3 separate regions of the Oryctolagus cuniculus genome follow, and regions 1 and 3 are each linked to region 2. A link is a contact called in public Hi-C and Micro-C data. All regions are on one chromosome and are shown on one strand. The core of a region is the stretch at or near the end of the contact, and the rest is flanking DNA. Distances in the headings are between cores, read along the strand shown.

Region 1 (2,731 bases), core at 33-2,532, 110 kb after region 2:
GCACTGTTTGTCTTTGCATACTTTATTTCATTTTCTTCTGAGGGAAGTAGGGAGTGAAAAGTGGTGTTTCTCTAGACATTTTACCTTATAAAAATTGATTTACGAGAGAGGGAGAGGGAGGAGTGAGAAAGCACACATACAAGCACCAAATTGCTGGTTCACTCCCCAGGTGCCTGTAACAGCCAGGGCTGGGCCAGGCCTAAGCCAAGAGCTGAAACTCCATCCAGGTCTCCCATGTGGGTGGCAGGGACCCAAGTACTTGAACCGTTATCTGCTGCCTTGTGGGGTACGCATTAGCAGGAAGCTGGAATCAGAGCCAGGAATTGAACCCAGGCACTTTGAGAAAAGTGTTCTGCCTACTTATGGGCTATCCTGTACTGCTTGATATGCATACAGTTTTTGTTTAAAAAGATTGAGAGGCAGAAGCAGAGAGAGAGAGAGAGATAAAGTTCACTTCCCAAATGGCTGCAGTGGGCAGAGCTGTGCTGATCCGAAGCCAGGAGCCAGGAGCTTCTACCAGGTCTCCCTCGTGGGTGCAGGGGCCCAAGGACTTGGGCCATCTTCTACTGCTTTCCCAGGCCATAGCAGAGAGCTGGATCAGAAGTGGAGCAGCTGAGACTTTGAACCGGTGCCCGTCTGGGATGCCGGCACCACAGGCAGTGGCTTTACCTACTGCACCACTGCGCCGCCGTCTGACATGCGTGTATTATGCACTGCTGGGATGAGAGACACTGGAGGAGCCCTTGCTTGGAGCAGTCATCATTTCTGTGTGATGAGACGTCCCCTCCCCTTCTCCTGGCTGTTTGGAAGTGACCCACTCTGTTAACTCTGGTCACCCCACTCACCGTGTGCAGAACTCAGGAACACCTTCCTCCGGTCTGTTGCAGCTTTGCGACTATTGACCCAGCTCTCCTCATCCCCTGCCGCGTCCTCCCCTCACCAGGCGTGGTAGCCGCTGGTAACCAGCATATTCTCTTCTTCTACGCCAGCAGCTTTGGTAGCCTCGAGGGCCTGTTTCCGTGGAGCCCTTCTTGGTGCACGGCCCCCAGTGCCTTTTGGGGCCCTCTAGGGAGGGGAAGGGCTGTGGTAGGAAGCTGGACTTCCTCTTTCTGCCGTTGGCTTTGATGCTCAATGTACGAATCTGTGGAAACGGGGCCTCCACCCATCTTTTCCCCCTCCATGCGCAGTAGGCTTTGCGTTAATTTTAGAAAGATGAGCTTTCTGTCCATTGTAGTCTTTAAAAAAATATGCATGAAGGCTCTGCCTCGCCAGATAGCTTGCTGGGTGTGGTTTACAGGAATATTTTATCTGGGGGTGGTGTTGGGAGCTGGCAGGCGTGGACTCACCCTGTGACGCGGGAGCCTTGGTTTTTCGTTTTGTTTCATCTGTAAGAAACGAGTCAATGTGGAAATTACTTATCTTGCTGTGTTATTTTGTCAGTGGGTATTGTTTTGTTGCCAGCAGTAGGCAGTACAAACAGGGGTCCTTTAAGCGGAAGGGGAGTTTATCTCCCTGAGCAAGGAGCCTGCAGTAGGGGGCGTCTAGAGTAGGTTGATTAGCAGCTCCGGGATCCAGGTGTTGATCCACTTTCCCTTCAGCCATCTCCAGCAGGTGTATGTTTTCACGGAGTGGCTGCTGCAGCTCCAGATGTCACAGGCAGATCCCAAAGCAGGGTAGTATTTTTTCCCCCCTTGTGCCTTCCTTTTTATTCATGAAGAAGCTCTCCTTTGGGAGCCCTCCCCTTGTAGATCCTGAGGTCCCTGTGCTCTCTGTCTCTTTCTGGGTCTTTGAGTTCAGAGGAAAGAGCTGACAGATATTGGGGAGGTGAGGCCCAGGGAGGTGAGGAGGACCAGAAAGGCAGAGAGCAAGGCCAGCAGCGACGTGGAGCCCTATGATGTCACATGGGTTGGCACTGGCTGCTGTTTCGTGATGAACCTGGCGTGAGGCCGGCACGTTGCTGGGTGCTTAGGCTGCAAGGAGAAACCCTGCTGAGCCATCAAGGAGCTGGACGGGTAGGAAGGGACCGTCAAGTCGTCTTTGGAAATGGGATTTTCGTCTTCCCTACATCCTAGCCTAGTTCTCTCTGCTTGCTGTGTAGTGGGAGGTCATGTAGCTGGTAGTCACGCACGTGGACTCTGGAGACCATGTGTGGAGTTCACGCGCAGACCCTGCAGCTCAACTCAGCCGTGACCCACACCCAGCTGCTGGGTTGCAGGGAGGGTCGAGTTCATGTGTGCCCCCCAGGCACCTGCTGAGATGCATCGAGAACACGGACTCAGAGCTGGGATGCTGCTGTCCTGGGAATGCGGCTGCAATCCCTGGACTTGGATTTCCTGAGCTCCGTGCTCCCTGACACGCTACTCTGGGTCGGGGCCATCAACCTGAGCAGAGGGCCTGGCCCAGGCGGGTGCTCAAGGGTTGCTCTCTCAGTGAGTCGTCAGCGCTTTCTCTGTTGGGTCACTTAGCTACGTCTTAGAGCCTTTTGTTCCTATAAGCAGGGTGAGTGCGGGAGCCAGAGCTTGGATGTTTTTAGCAGACACTCAGGTGGAGGAAGGAATGGATCCAGAAGGGGACACGGTGTGCGGATGCACGGGCAGAGAGACCATACCGAGAGATGGCCAGGGCAGGCCATCCTAGCGTGTTGGGCCCATGTGGCTTCATATTTTCCAAGGACTGGGCAGACGAAGGTTTGCTGCCCCATGCTACTTTCCTAGGCCCTGGCTTTTCTCTC
Region 2 (2,700 bases), core at 30-2,529:
TCCCTAACAGGCTGCAACAGCTGGAGCTGCGCCCAACAGAACCCATGAGTCAGGAGTTTCTTCTGGTTCTCCCACAGGGGTGCAAGAGCCCAAGGACTTGGGCCATCTTCTACTGCTTTCCCAGGCCACAGCAGAGAGCTGGATCGGAAGTGGAGCAGCCGGGACTTGAACCGGCGCTCATATGGGATTCCGACACTGCAGGCAGAGTCTATACCTGCTTTGCCACAGTGCCTGCCCCCAACCCAGCCTTCTTATCCTGGGCTTCAAAGTCACCCTCTGTTCAGAAGCCAGGCAGAAGCACCTGCCTCCTGGGTTATGCTAAATTGCTCCCACTCCCTGAGACACCACCCCTCTATCTGCCTGGTGATATTCAACCCACCCTTCAAAGCCTTCTCAGGTATTGCCGGCCCTCCATTCCCTTGTGTCCCCTCTGAATTACTCTCTCCCCTGGACTGATCTGACTTTTCCCCTCTAGACTTCTCCTTGGGCAAGTGGCCCAGCCTCCCCGAGACCCTCACTTCCCTCCTCTGTGCTGGGGCCAGCGGTTTCTGCGTTCCCTTTTAATTCCTTTCAGATCATGGGCCTCATTGACAGGCCCATAGAAGCTTCCAGAAGTGCTAACGCACTCGGAGGATCACTGTGTAGCACGAAGATGCCTAGGACTTTCCCGGGAGTCCCATTTAATGGCCAGCTAAGCCTGTCTCTATAGGTACTAGTGTTGTTATTTCACACACGAGGCACCGGAGGCGCAGGAAGGTGAAGTGCCTCCCCAGGGGGTCACTCCTGCCTGCTGGACAGGCTCCTCCGCCATCTCTCTCGGCCTCCCTGGCCAGGGGACCGGGACAATACAGCACCCAGCCCATCTCCGGCAGGTCCAGAGTTCACGCAACCCTCCCCAAGCCCATCCAGGGCCCACGCGTTGCTGTCTGCAAGCAGGCCGGGCCGTGCCTTCGTCCCAGGTCCGCGGCCAACAGCTGGTGACCCAAACCCCCCGGCCGCGGAGCCAGCATCGCCGGCGCGTGGCGGCGCCGCAGCCGAGCCGCGTCCTGGTCCCGAGCCCCAGGAATGTGGGAGGGCTGCACGGAGGGGCCGGCCAAGGCGCGGGCGCTTCCTCAGCTCGCCCGAGGGGAGCCGCCAGGGCGCGCGCGGGGCGCGCCGCCGCCCCCTCCCCGCCGCCCGGCCGGCTCGGTGGGGGCGGGGGCCGCGGCGCGAGGGCGCGAGGGGCCGCGGCGCTGTGCAGCCGCCCGGCCGGCCGGGGCGGGAGGAAGCGATGAATATTCAGAGGGGGAGGGGAGGAGAGGCGGCCGAGCGCTCGCCGCGGCTCCCTGCAGCCCGAGCCGCATGACGCGCGGAGGAGGCAGCGGGAGCGGCGCGAGCCGCGGGAGCCGGGAGCAGGGGGCCGCGCGCGGGGGGTGGGCGCCGCTCGCTCCGCCCCGCGAAGCCCCTGCGCGCCCAGGGACGCCGCCCCCCCGCCGCAGCCGCGCCGGGCCCCGCCGTGTGGCCGCCGCCACCGCCACCGCCGCCGCTGCCATGTCCCCGGGGAAGCCCGGGGCGGGCGGAGCGGGGACGAGGCGGACCGGCTGGCGGAGGAGGAGGCGGAGGCGGCGGCTGGAGGCGGCGACGCGGGAGCCGGGGCTGTGGCGCACGGCGGGGCCCGATTCGCGCGTCCCGGGCACGTTCCAGGGCGCGCAGGGCATGAAGCCGGCGGCGCTGGAGGCGCGGTCGCCTCCGCGTTGGCCGGGGCTGCGCCGGGCGCTGCCGCCGCTGCTGCTGCTGTTGCGCCTGGGCCAGGTAAGCCACCGGGTGGGCCCGGGCGGGGCCCGGGACCGGCATCCCCTGCACCTGCCCGGGTGTACCCCGATTGGGGGGCCCCGGGGAAGGTGGTAAGGGGGTGCGGATCCTCGGAGTCCCCCTCGTGGAGCGAGCTTGCCGGTGGTGGTGGTGGTGGTGGGGACCCCAGCCGGCCTCGCGCGCGGGCGGCTGAGCTCCGTCCCCGACTGTCTGGTACCAAGGGGAGGGCAGAGGGCCCCGGGGTCCCCGGGGAGCCTGCAGCCTCCTGGTGGCAGCCCCCGCGCGGGCTCTGGACGGTCTGTGGCTCGGCCCTGCCGGGAGCTGGTCCCATCTGGCCAGCGCGGGCCCGGCTCGCGCGCGCCAGGCGGCCGGAGGGGGCGTGTTTGCGGAGGGCTCTGGACGCAGAGCACTGCCGGCCTGGCCAAGCCGCGGCCGACCTCCGACCTGGCCTGCAGGGGCCCGAGGGGCCGGGCCGAAGGGCAGCGTCGCCCGCCCCGGGGGCGCCGGGACTGGGCTGCGGGGTGGTGGGCGAGGCGCCGTAGCCCCGAGCCTGGGGCGCTGTTTTTGCGGAAAGTTCCCAGGCCCGGGGCCGCGCGCAGGCGTTCCCCAGGGCAGCCGGCCTGTTCCCCTGTCTCCCCGCGGGGATCCGCCGCTGGCTGTCCCCTCGCTGAGTGCGCGCTCTGTGGACGCCGGCTGCCCCCCAGCCGCCTCGATATTTCAGCTATTGCTGGGGCTGGTGTTTTGGGGACTGGCAGTTCCCGTGGCGGTGGGAGGCGAGGCTGGGGGGCGGGGGGACGTTCCCATTTCTCAGATAGGGAACTGAGCGAGAGAAGTGAAAGAGCGGAATCACCTAGTGCCGCTCTGCGCCCGAGCTGAGCCAGCGGCTCCGTGCCCGCCGCCTTCCGGGAG
Region 3 (2,700 bases), core at 78-2,577, 69 kb after region 2:
CACTCAGTGTTAGGACCAGCACCTCATGAAATGTGTTAGACTTTTTTTTTTTTTTTACAAGATTTATTTATGTGTTTATTTGAGAGGCAGAGCTACAGACAGAGGGAGAGACAGAGAGAGAGGTTTTCCATCTGCTGATTCACTCCCCAAATGGCCACAATGGCCAGAGCTGGCCTGATCTGAAGCCAGGAACTTCTTCCGGGTCTCCTATGTGGCTGCAGGGGCCCAAGCACTTGGGCTGTCTTCCACTGCTTTCCCAGTCCATAAGCAGAGTGCTGGATGGAAAGAGGAGCAGGTGGGACTTGAACCGGCACATATGTGGGGTGCTGGTGCTGCAGGCAGAGGCTTAGTCTACTATCCCACAGTGCCAGCCCCTAGAAATATTTTTTTAAAAGAAGATTTATTTATTTTAAAGGTAAAGTGAAGGGGGTGGGGGGAAAGAAACTTCACTTCCATCCCCTGGTTCACTCCCCAAATGGCCGTAACAGCCAGAGCTGGGCCAGACCAAAGCCAGGAGCTGGGAGCTTCAACTGGGTCTCACATGTAGGTGCAGGGGCCCAAGTACTTGGTCCATCTTCCACTGCTTTCCAAGGTGCATCAGCAGGGAGCTGCATCAGAAGTAGAGCAGCCAGGACTGGAACCAGCACCCACATGGGATGCCAGTGTTGTAGGCTGTGGCTTTACCCACTAGGCCATAGCGCTGGCCCCTTGCCGTGCTTTCTTCATTTAATCACCCTCTTTCTGTCACCTTTGCTCACAGGCGCATCCTTAGGTTGAGCTCTGCCTGCCAAGCCTGGGGCCTCTGAGACTTGTTCCTGGGGAGGCTGGCTGGGTGACGTGGGGATGGACGCGGGGGCGGGGCAGCTGTCTATCATTCTCAGCCTCCTCCTCTTCAGAGAAAGCAGCCAATAAGAGCAGATTTGTATCCGCAAGGGTTTGGAGACCATCTCAGATGTCCATTTGGTTTTATCTATCTGTCTATCGCTGAGAGAACAGATGCTTTATTTAATAATAATCCAACTTTGGAGAAGTTAGCCCCACCAGGAGTTCCTGTCTGTTCTGCCCACTGCTCTAAAATAGTGACTGGCACATAGTAGGTGCTCAGTAAACATTTGTTGAATGAATGAGCAAAAGGCAGTGCTCACGGATGGTTCTGGTTTTCACTTGCAGGGCAGCGTCTCCCCAGTCTCTCCCTACAGAGGGAAGTGCACATTTTTCAGCTACTTTTGCTGTGACTGATACACTTGGCTGCCTAACAAAAAGCCAGCGAAGAACTGAGATTTTTAGTATCGTTCAGAATGCTTGCCATTCCTCTGGCTTTGCGAAATCATGAGCTGGTTATTTCGAGTTCACGGAGAGGTCAGAACTTGGTCTGCAGGAAGGAGGTTCCCCTTGGTTTATGCTAGGGGAACTTTTCCCCCTTTCTGTTTATTTTACCCAAAAGCTTCTGTTTTTCGCCCAAGCTAAAATCTGTTGGAGTGAGTTCTCAGCTTGTGCACATGTGTAAGTAAGAGTGTGTGAGTGAGTCTGTGTGTTTAAAGAGCTCATGTTTGGTTCTCAGTGATTTTTTTTCCCTTTTTTTTTTTTTTTTTGGTGCCGATGAGTTGATTTCAGCTCATTTGAAAGGGCAGCTCTGAAGTGGGTGCTTAAAGTTCCGTTTCAGTTGTAGAGTTGACTGAATCAATTTCTTGGGCCTTCCCGGTGCTGTTCCTAGCTTGTTTCCCATGGGACAGGGGCCGCTCAGCTCTCAGTACAGGAGGTTTTATCCCTGCCCTTCCAGCCTCATTGTGTGTTTAAGCTGTGGGTCCCCTTTGTCCTTTGTGAGTAATTTTGGGGCCAGAAGGGAGGTGGTAAAGGCCCTGGAGCCCTGGCCTTGTCACAGCCCTTCCCCTCCATTCAGAAAGTGGGAGGGGCTGGAGGTTTGTGGGGTCACGGGTGCAGGGTCAGCCCGAGCCACCCCGCACGCCTCTCTGGGCATTGCCTGGTCCGCACCAGGCTGGCCAGGCCCTTCCTGCTTCAGATCACTTCCCTACAGAGCAGAGGGTGAGGAGGGAACCCTATCAGGCGGCCTCAGCTGTCAGTTTCAAAGGGGAACTGGGGAGGAGGCTTCCCAGCTCCAGCAGGGCCAGATCTGCTTTTCCCAGCTGCTTTGGTTACTACTGGTCCCCCTCCCAATCCTGTCCTCGGAGCCCCTCCCCGAGTGGCCCTCTGGGGAGGAGGTAGGTGTCCATCTCAGGACCCTGTTCACTTGTCTCTGCTACCCCTCCCCCCCGGGTACCTGTCCGCTTTCCCCCTTCACCCAGACTGCATTTCCATGTTCTGGAAACGTCCCTGAGTCTTTTCCTGTTTGTAGACTGTATGTCTTGCGTTAGACTTAAAAACTTTTTAGAAGAAATGTCATTCTTTGCCGCTGTGATTGATCTGCACAGCACACAGCAGATTGCATGGCACTTTTATGCATTCTCTTACTTGTAAACAATACCCTCCTGTGGGACCCCCACCTGGGACTGATGGGAGCCAGGTCCTGTTCTCAGAACGTCATGCATGCCGCCGCACCCATTGCACTGCTGTCACTCCTGGCAGGTAGAGGGCAGCCTAAGGCAGAGAGGGGGCAACGTGCCACTCCTGTGGTCCCGTCTTTGCCAAATGGGCTGAGGCCCTTGTCCCCAGGCAGTTGATTTCCAGAATCTCGGTGTTTAA

What was found. A called contact is a pair of places that touch in the nucleus more often than the background predicts.
Region 1: a Micro-C map of ear pinna shows a contact between it and region 2, with 4 times the contacts expected there. The contact joins the enhancer-like site here to the promoter of PTPRJ in region 2. A contact is called at or near these places in 2 of 6 Hi-C or Micro-C datasets (ear pinna and an unstated tissue).
Region 3: a contact with region 2 is called in a Hi-C map of skin fibroblasts, with 1.9 times the contacts expected there. The contact joins the enhancer-like site here to the promoter of PTPRJ in region 2. A contact is called at or near these places in 2 of 6 Hi-C or Micro-C datasets (skin fibroblasts and an unstated tissue).

Annotation. Positions count from the first base shown.
Region 1 is chr1:17,948,867-17,951,597 of mOryCun1.1, reverse strand. The region is part of intron 1 of PTPRJ (protein tyrosine phosphatase receptor type J); the gene reads left to right. Among named protein-coding and RNA genes, the nearest start is that of PTPRJ, 110 kb to the left of the region's middle. Within about 2 kb of position 1,282, at least 1 of the 8 cell types and tissues checked has an H3K27ac peak or open chromatin away from gene starts, as enhancers often do.
Region 2 is chr1:18,062,098-18,064,797 of mOryCun1.1, reverse strand. It overlaps PTPRJ (protein tyrosine phosphatase receptor type J), which reads left to right and starts at 1,279. Exons shown (of 25, transcript XM_017348393.3): 1 at 1,279-1,791. The coding sequence starts at 1,342.
Region 3 is chr1:17,993,563-17,996,262 of mOryCun1.1, reverse strand. All of the region lies in intron 1 of PTPRJ (protein tyrosine phosphatase receptor type J), which reads left to right. Among named protein-coding and RNA genes, the nearest start is that of PTPRJ, 69 kb to the left of the region's middle. Within about 2 kb of position 1,327, at least 3 of the 8 cell types and tissues checked have an H3K27ac peak or open chromatin away from gene starts, as enhancers often do.